Linked DNA regions of Capsicum annuum: region 1 is linked to region 2. The links are chromatin contacts, called in public Hi-C maps. All regions are on one chromosome and are shown on one strand. Each heading gives the region's core, a stretch centred on a gene start, on an enhancer-like site or on the middle of the called end of the contact. The rest is flanking DNA. Distances are from core to core; before and after follow the strand shown. Region 1 has its middle 31 kb from the start of LOC107875921. Region 2 holds the start of LOC107875923 (aminoaldehyde dehydrogenase 2).

What was found. A called contact is a pair of places that touch in the nucleus more often than the background predicts.
Region 1: a contact with region 2 is called in a Hi-C map of leaf, with 1.8 times the contacts expected there. The contact joins the enhancer-like site here to the promoter of LOC107875923 in region 2. A contact is called at or near these places in 2 of 5 Hi-C or Micro-C datasets (leaf and placenta).

Annotation. Positions count from the first base shown.
Region 1 is chr6:211,309,408-211,314,356 of UCD10Xv1.1, reverse strand. It overlaps the pseudogene LOC107875922. Among protein-coding and RNA genes, the nearest start is that of LOC107875921, 31 kb to the left of the region's middle. Within about 2 kb of position 2,041, at least 1 of the 5 cell types and tissues checked has an H3K27ac peak or open chromatin away from gene starts, as enhancers often do. A contact at or near this core is called in leaf, where this site is marked.
Region 2 is chr6:211,262,091-211,267,066 of UCD10Xv1.1, reverse strand. LOC107875923 (aminoaldehyde dehydrogenase 2) reads left to right here and starts at 2,469. Exons shown (of 16, transcript XM_047413916.1): 1 at 2,469-2,634; 2 at 3,014-3,321; 3 at 3,982-4,115; 4 at 4,913-4,976. The coding sequence starts at 3,291.

The sequences.
Region 1 (4,949 bases), core at 792-3,291, 48 kb before region 2:
GGTAAAGGAGTATAGCATTGATTTGGTCAACTTTGGGCCTGGGATGATCAAGTCTAACTTCAAGACATGGAATGAAGAAATAATATTTACACATTTGGATACTGTCGTGATCTATGACTTAAAAAGAAAATGCTTCAGAGTAGTGAAAAGAGTTGCGCTTGCGCGTTATGAAATTTTCTCTACTCAAAAAGCTTGTTTTCTTTAGGGAGCATATAAGTGCTTCTGTCTTAAGTATTTCTCTCTTTTATGTTACATGATAAATGATTTATTATAACAGTGTTAAGAGATATTGCTGATGTGTCTTATTGCATATGATGCATCCTTGGTGATAATTGTCTCTTCAATTGCACTTCATTTTCTTGGTTCTGAGCTTATTAGTCAAATATGGTTTGATTTACTTCCACGGTGAAAAATCCCTTTTCTTAATAGACAGTTCTAATTCTGCATGTTTATTGTTCTAATGTCTCGATGCTTGCCAGTTCTGTTCTTTAATCACCTGTAACTTTTTTTTTTTTTCTTTTGATTTCTGATGCTGTGAATTGTGATCCCATTTGCTTTTCAGCATTTCAAATTCTGGGCATTGTCTGGACTTATTTTATTTTGGTGTTTTGATTTTCTCTGTGATATAGCATGAAAACGATTGAAGAAGGTTGTATGTGCTTTAGTGGCTGTTCATGGGTGAAAATTTGATGGTATTACATGGGAGTTGGACTTGTTTAGTCCATGGCTACTTACTGGAAGATTTGTCTGATGTATGTCAAATAGAACAAGTTAAATAGTAATGTTCACATAGGGAAATTTTTACTAGCTCCATGTTCTGAACCGTGGTTACAAAACGTAAATACAGTTGCTTCTTTGAGGCTATTCTCATCTTGATCTGTGATTCCTCTCTGCCAAAATATGCAGTTGTTTAAATTCTGCTTCTCTGTTTTCTCATCTCTTTTGCTCCTCTGCCCTTTAAGGTTTTGTTGCACTGTTTGTGGAGATATATGGTGAGTTTACCTCTTTTTTCTTTGGTTTTCTCGCCATTTGACCTATGTTGCTCGGGTTCTTTGAAAATGCTGGCACACTAGTGTCGGATTCCCCAAAATGCACTATCGCGGAATATCCGACATGCACCCGTTGGCATTTTTAAAGAGTCCGAGCAACACAACTTTTGACCTCGTCCCACGTAGATACTTTACACACCACCACTTTATTGTATTGTACTTGACTCTATAATATAGTAGTAAAAACTAATGTTAGATATTAATCTACTTCTTTGGTTGTGGCAGGGGTTTTTAGTAGTATACCTATTATGCAGTATAAGAAGCATTGCTTGGTTTTAGGCAAAGAAGGACTTAGGGGTTGTTTGGTCGAGAACTAGTGATCCCAGTATTAGTTATCGCACCCACAATATAGGATAAAAATAACAATACAGTCCCGGGATAAATTGATCCCAAACGAGCCCTTAGTGTATGGAAAAATCTTCAAAGCCATTGAGAATTGTTTTGTTAGGTGGACAACCTCTTTGTGGAACCAGTGGTTCAACATGTTCCTTTTATGATGCACTCACTAGATGAAATTGATCCAACTTTTGAGGATTATCAATATTGCATGAATGTTTCTGAGAAGGCTAGATGCTGGAGATCAGGGCACTGAGGAAATGAAGCTGAAATAATAATTACTACTATAAGCTATGTTGTTTGGAATCTGTGAAAGTGCAGATAGGTGTGTGTTAGGTCCTTCGAATGTAATGTATTTTTTTAAGATCCAATGCAGGTGCAACAACATTTCAGGAAGAGTACGAGTTACGTAGACGATAATCCACAGAATACACCTTTTATATGTTTCTTTTTATTTTCATAAATAATATCGCTCGTAATATCTTTTGTTCAAGTTATTGTTATTTATTCTTGTTTTCAATGTTGGGATTTATAGCATTTTCGGTCCTTCAGTTATGAAAACTTGAGCGTCACTTTTCTTGCGGGATAGGCTTGGTGGTCGTCCTTGACTTCCTTTATTACCAGTGTTTTTCTCGTTGTTTGGGCCATCGCTAAAAATGAGTCAAAAGATCCTTCCAAGTTTCAATAAAGGAAAGGGACAAGTGGATCCCACAAATTTATTAAAAAAAAAATTAAATCTTTTTAAACAATTGGAATAGTTGTTGAATAACTACATTAGTTGTCTGAATTACTTCGCGCAATTATTGAACAACTTGTGTCAGTTGTCGAACAACTAGGTGCTACACCTAGTTGGACACTTTTAAAGATACCATGATTCTTCCTTCGTGATTTATGACTGACAAATTGAAAAGCAAATTTTAGCCCAAGACATCCATTTTCTTTAGGAAAAATTAAATAGAGCAGAAAATATCAAGTTATTATCAGACCGTTTAAAATAATTATCAGACGCAACTAAGGTTTAAATTAAATAATCAAATATATCTTTATTTTGTATTATATATTTTTATATTCTGATGTTAATGTTTAAAATAATTATCAGACGCAACTAAGGTTTAAATTAAATAATCAAATATATCTTTATTTTGATTATATATTTTTATATTCTGATGCTCATATGTAAATCTCTAATTTCGCAAAGGTGAGGGAGGGGTGCTTACTAATTTCAGGACTATTTGTATACAAGTAAATTTTGGACTCTTATACAAATCTCTAAAGATTTGTAATTGTATACAAGTGAATTTCGAGGCTAATACACAAATCTCTAAAGTGAATTTGTATTTATATAATACAATCTCTAATTTATAAATTTAACTACTAAATTGTAACTATGTCTCGTAATTAGGCAAATTTTAACTATTTCTTATTTGTTTTCTAAATGTTAGCTATTTAGGAGATTTTGTGTCACGATCCAAATTATTGGACCATGCGACACCTACACTATACTAAGCAGTTAAGAGAACCTTTCTTACCCACTTAAAAATATGCGGAAGACTTCTTTTTTAAGGGAATACTAGATTAAATATAATAAGGTAAATTAAATATTAATAAATAAAACTTTTCAAAAACTTCTTACAAATGTCCTTCACTATCCCAAGACATGGCCAGTCGTGTACAAGAGCCATTTACTACAACGTAGACTGACAATAAAATAAATAATACAAAGACTCTAACATCTGCCAATAAGAAAGTGCAGAAGTTAGTGTTGAATGTTTTGTTAGGATTTGTCCTGAATTTCCTACCTTACTTGGATTCTATCAAAATTGTGTTTTACTTCAGAAATGATTTCTTAGTGAAAAAGATTTCCTAATAGGAAAAGATCTCTTTCCTATTAGATTTCTATTAGGTTTACTCTTTCTTAGAAGAAGGGTTTTGTAACTCTATAAATACAACAATTCTCTTCTCAAGTCACAACACAGTAGCATCCACAATATAGTCGTTTAAAGAGTCTTGTTTAGGGAGAGATTTCTTCCAATAGGTTTAATGTTTTTCAATATTAATTTTTAATATGTAGGTCGCTTGACCAAACCACATAAATAATATGCCTTTAGTATTATGTTTTTCTTTGTCCTGTGATTTTTTTTTTTGGTAAGTCTTTGTCCTCTGATTTATCGTCTCATAGTTTGCAACTAGAGGCTTTTGCATGACGCCCTCTCGATTTCAAACCTAACAATTCCATCTAATAACTGCAAACTAACCTGCATCCAGTTTACACCCTAAGAAGAAATATAAAAGAGTAGGGTCAGTACAATCACACGTACTGGTAGGCATCATCGGCCGACCGTGTTAGTTCATATAATCATAAAATAAAATTAAGAAAATAAATCATGACATCTTGAATGAAATATAATTCAACTAAGATTGTAATAACATTATTACTTTACCTATAGAAGTTACATCATCCAACTACTCTTTCAACTCCATCAATATTATATTCGCTACTAGCATACTCTAGCCTCATTTAGGAGTGGGCATTCGGTCGGTTCGGTGTGATTGTTTAATATCGGCTTGGTTTATCGATTTTTGGATTGACAAAAATGACAGACGTAACCAAATCAAAATAAATTCGATTTGGCTCGATTTTTACAAATTCGGTTCGGTTATTTCAGATTTTTATTTCGGTTTGAAATATTAAAGTAGTTAGCTTCTCTTTTTCATAACTGAGCATTTAAAATTGATGAGTTTTTTTAGAAAAATATTTTTTTCAAACCTTTTTTTCATTCCCAAATATAAATAATTATAAATAACTCAACATGGATGAACAAAATGAAATAATCATAAGCTTAACATAATACATAACGTCATTAATCATTACATATAGTATAACCTTGCATAAATAGTCCATAAAACAGTCTAAAGTCACCAAAATAGTCCATAAAATATTTGAGTCACTAAAACAATCAATAAACAGCCTGTGACGTATGCAAATTTGCTGTTAAATGTTAATTGTGAATGTAAATTACTAAATATTATATATATATATATATAATAAATAAATATTATATTATATTATATAATATAGATATAATAAAATATTATATATATATATAGATATAATAATAAAATATATATATTATTTATTTATAAAATTTTAGTTTTTCGGTTTAACTGTTTTTTTTTAAAATCGAAAACCAAATCGAAAAACTGAAATTTTAAAATTACAAATCGAATCTGATCCGAAAAATCGAAAAACCGAAACCAAAATTAAATTTCGGTTTGGTTTTTCAATTTTTTCGTTTTAAACCAAAATATGCCCACCCTTAGCCTCATTAATTCACATCATCAAGTACAATCCAACGCTAATACATCACTGTTCCTTTTTATTCACTTAATCTTTTTCATTACTCATATTCACAGGAACAAACACGTAATCATAGACAAACCACACTAAACTCTCGGGCTAACAACTAAATGCTCTTTTATAATAGAGATAATACCCAATTACCCCCCTTGAACTATACCAAAAAAGGCTATGACACACGTTAACTTAAAGGGGGTTCTATTACC
Region 2 (4,976 bases), core at 1,220-3,719:
TACCTAAAAAATTTCAAAGTCAATCAACATTCATCTACCACCTGTAAACTGCAACAAAACAATACGATAATAGGGCCATCAAAAAAATATAATTAAAATCTAATCTTTACACAAAAAATTTCTCAAAATCGTCCGACACTTATCTACCATCTGTAAACTATAACAAAATAATACGACAATAGAGATACCAAAATAATACAACTAAACTTTACCTTTACACAAAAAAATTCTCAAAACAGAGATATAAAAATAATACAATTAAACTTAACCTTTACCTAAAAAAAATTCCTCAAAGTCGACCGACATTCATCTACCACCTGTAAATTCAACTACGATCTGCAAACTACAACAAAATAATAAAATAGTGATAACAAAACTTCAGTTTTGATGAAAATAATTCTTGTCTGAGCGAAAATTTAGACACTAAAGAATGACTTGAGTAAAAACAAAGAAGATATATATATATACACACGCTGAATTTTATTATGTTGACAAAAATAGTGAAGAAGTTGAGGATTAGAAAATTAAGCATCCACCAATCTAGACATGCAACCGAATCAAGTTAGACGAGTATCAATATATTTTTTCAATAAGTAAACCAATTTTTTCTGTAGTTTAACGTGCATCTTAATATTTATAGAAGTATTTCCTTAATAGAGTCCTATTTTAGGAGTATTTTTCTAATTGATCAATAGAGGAAAATATTAATTGATCCTCCTTTCATATATTTTAGGAGTCTAGTTAATATAATAAAAATAATAAAATAATAAATTGAAGAAAATAATGAAAAGACAATTTTGTCTAAAGAAAACTCTTTTAATAAGGGACAAAAAATTCAAATCACTTTTCTAAGGGGCTTCACACTTTTAATATATTATAGATTATAGATAGATATAAATTATATATATATATATATATATATATATTCAGTGTAAATAATATTTTTCGATTATTTCATTTTATTTCATGCATGTTGAGTTATTTATATTTGAGAATGAAAAATAGGTTTGAAAAAAAATTATTTTTTCTAACAAAATCACCAATTTTAAATGCCCAATCATGACAAAGAAAAACTCACTACTTTAATCTTCAAAATCGAAATAAAAATTAGAAATAACCGAATCGAATTTTTAGAAATCAAACCAAACCAAATTTATTTTAGTTTGATTATGACTGTCATTTTCGTTAATCTAAAATCAAATCGACATTAAATAAACAAACAGAATGAACCGAATGTGCATCCTATAAGCAAGTCGAGAGAAAAAAAATCGTATTAACACGAAAAACATAAGTATAAATTAGAGTCACAACTAATACACAAACAAAAAGAAAAACATCATGGCCTTTCCATTATATATCATATGCTTCTTGTGTTTTTTTTAGTTTCTCAAGGTATTCCTACAGTCGACAGTCGTGAGATGAATCCTCCGTTTCACTATCAGCGCACTAAGCATAGGAAACTGGCCACAGAGTTTTCTCCATTCACCAGAGGTGGGGATCAAACCTCCAACCTCTTACTTAAGGGGTGAGGTGTTGAACCACCGCACCAACCCTCGTGGTTGCTTCTTGGTTAATATAAGTAGTTTGTCAGATTCAGTTAGTCACAAAACTTAATACTACTCAGTTAATATTGAAAATAAAGCTTCAAAAATAGCGAAAATCCATTGCTATTTGAGTGGAATTAACCGTGTTATTACTGCTATTAATTGGCAATACCTTGCAAAAGCTTCTCTAGTATCAATGTGATGTCAATATAAATATCACCATCATACTTCATAGGGGGCCGGAACCACGTGTTAGGTGGGGTGCACGTGTTTTTTTTTAAAAAAAAAAATTTAAACAACAATAGTGGTAGCAGAGATTGGAACCTGTGACATCTTGTTTAGATACTATATCATATTTGGCTTATATATTTGTATTTTCATTATTGCTTAAGTCTATACCGACCAATCAGTCAGACACGACGCTATTCCTCAATTGTATTCTTGACCGCTTATGTCAAGATCATTCATCATTGGAAGAACCTTGACCGCTTATGTCAAGATCAGTCATCATTGAAAGATTCTTGACCACTTATGTCAAGATAATGGTACACTCGCGTTCTTCAATTCCTGAGTTCGCCTCAGACTTCATACTACAACCATACAATTCAAAAAATATAAAATTAAAATTCGATTTGAACCGTAAAAAAAAAAATGAAGTTTGAACTAGAGAAGTTCGACTTTTAATTATGAAAATTAATTTTTTTGATTTGATGTAAGTATAGAGCATGGGAGTAGGTGTTTATTACTACCACATAAGATTTCCTTAGTTTCAACGTAACCAAGGAAATATCTAGCAACCCAAGCATTATTGACCACTAAACTTTGATCATAGCCCAAGCATTATTGACCACTAAATTTGATCATAGTACTGAAAATGAAAAATCATGACTTATATGAGCATGTGCACCTTTGTTTTTTTTCTAATAAAAGGAAATCACGTCTAATACTACATATTTATCAAACTTGGAAGTACATCACACTATAAAAAATGTTAGTTGCTTGATGTTATTAATCATACATTACCCACTTAAAGGCTTTACGCACAATTTCCTCTTTGGAGCTATCCTTTATTCTCTTTCATTCATTTCAGGTAATCTCTCCAAAAGTAGTATTTTTCTTAATTAATTTAAACCAAAAATAATTGTACATTTGTAAATTTGAAAAATAATTTAATTTATGATCTAAATTTTACTTCTACACTGTTTGGATGGTTGTTACATGTTCATTCATAATACATCGTATTATATTGTGTTGTATTATATTAGTAAGTATAACATTTGGATGGATTATCCTATCTCGTTACTTAATGTGACACATCAATAAGATAGTGGGACTTAATGATACTAATAATTTTAGCAATAGTTAAAACAAACATAGTAATTAATCACACTAATATTATGGGTTCATCTGAATTTCTTTGGTTGAAAATTACAATGCTTTGAGCTTATTCGTACGGTTATTTCTTGCAGGAACACCCTCTATTTACTACTTACCACAAGTTTTAAAAGTTGCTCTTACTAAGCACTGGAGTCTGCAACATTTTTGCTGTATGGTAGATCAGTTTTCTCTACTTAAAAAGTCTTAAACTCTTTGGTGGTTGCATCGACTATCGAGTTATGGCAATTCACAACGTACCAATCCCAAGTCGACAGCTGTACATCGACGGAGAATGGAGAGAACCAGTCAAGAAGAAGAGGATACCAATAATCAATCCGGCTACTGAAGACATCATCGGTATATTACTAGATGATTAGCATACTATGTTCTTTCTTTGCTTGTAAGTTGATCGCGCTTTTTACATTTTTAGTTGAATGTTCTTTTATGTGTGAGTCTGATTCTTTTTTCTTAAAACAAATTTGGCGAAGCATGTGAAAATACTTTTGTTCTGCTGAGATAAGTATTATGTTCGCGTGAACAGTATCATCTAAAAGTGGAAGTTATTAGAGAGAATGATTTAATTTGATGATTATCATACTATGTTCTTTATCTAATTCAAATTTGATCGCGCGTCTCACTTTTTTCCTGTTGAATGTCCTTTTACTTGCGAGTCTGATTCTTTTTTTTTTCTTTGGCGAAGCACGTGAAAGTACTTTTGTTCAGCTGAAATATTATGTTGAATCCCGTGAACAGTCTCATCTAAAAGTGTAACTGTTTAAGTTATAGTGAGAATGAATTAATTTGATGATTAGCATACACTATGTTCTTTCTCCTATTCTAATATGATCGCGCTTCTCACTTTTTTTTTCCGGTTGAATGTCCTTTTATTTGCAAGTGTGATTCTTTTATTGCTTTTTGCAAAGCGCGTGAAAAAACTTTTGTTTTTCTGAGATAATATGTTGAATTGCATGAACAGTCTCGTCTAAAAGCTTAAGTTATTCGACAGAACAGATTAATTTATTTGTTTCGTAGTGCAATGTAAGTGAAATTCGAGTTTCAGGGGATTTTCCGGCTGCTACTGCAGAAGATGTGGATATAGCTGTGGAAGCAGCTCGAAGAGCTCTTGCTCGGGATGATTGGGGTTCCACAACAGGGGAACAACGCGCAAAATATCTCCGTGCTATTGCTGCTAAGGTTGTATACTCTTCTGCGTTGAATAGTTCAGGGTATATTTGGCCCTTTCCCTGATGCAGCCAGTTACTAGGCCAGAACAGAGAAATTATCTTTGTTTCAATGCTGATTTTGTAATTATGTGTGAGTTCGGAATAGTGTCGTTGAGCTCAAATCATACAGGATGTGGAAAACTGTATTCCCTTAGTTAGTTTAAATCAATTTTTCATTCGTATCCATGAACTTAAATCTAGATCGTGTTCCTTGTGTCCTTGAACTGAGGTGAAGTGGAACTTCTAAACACGGGTAGTGTGTCGAGTGATAATTAAATCTTCAACAACCTACCGCGTCAAATTCTGGTTCTGCTTTGAAGAATAGCTATCTTTACCTTGTAGATAAAACTACATATTTTGTCTTTGTAGATGAACTATTGAGTTTGGGGTGAAACAAGTCTTCAATTGGAGCGAAATGGATGTAGATGAGATCAAGGCATAGTAATAGGTTTAGCGAAGGTGTAATATTACATTAGTGATTCCGATTCCTCTAAAGTTGTGAGTGCCTTTTCAGATTGTCCTAGGCCCAAATATTTATTCACTATAGATGCCTGAAATATAGTGCAGCTGTAGATGTCGCGGAGGATAAAAAAGCGCACATGTTTTCGTTTTAGGGGCATCTAGCTTACTATTTGGATACAGTTAACTTCTGTATGTATTGTATTTCACCTGGTGTTGACAAGATATTGAAACAGTTTTCATGACTAATTGGCTATTCTGCTTTTCGATAAACGATTCATTTGCTAACTGTTTTAGATCTTTTCGTAGGTACTGGAAAGGAAGTCTGAACTTGCAATACTTGAATCACTTGATTGTGGAAAGACATTGTTCG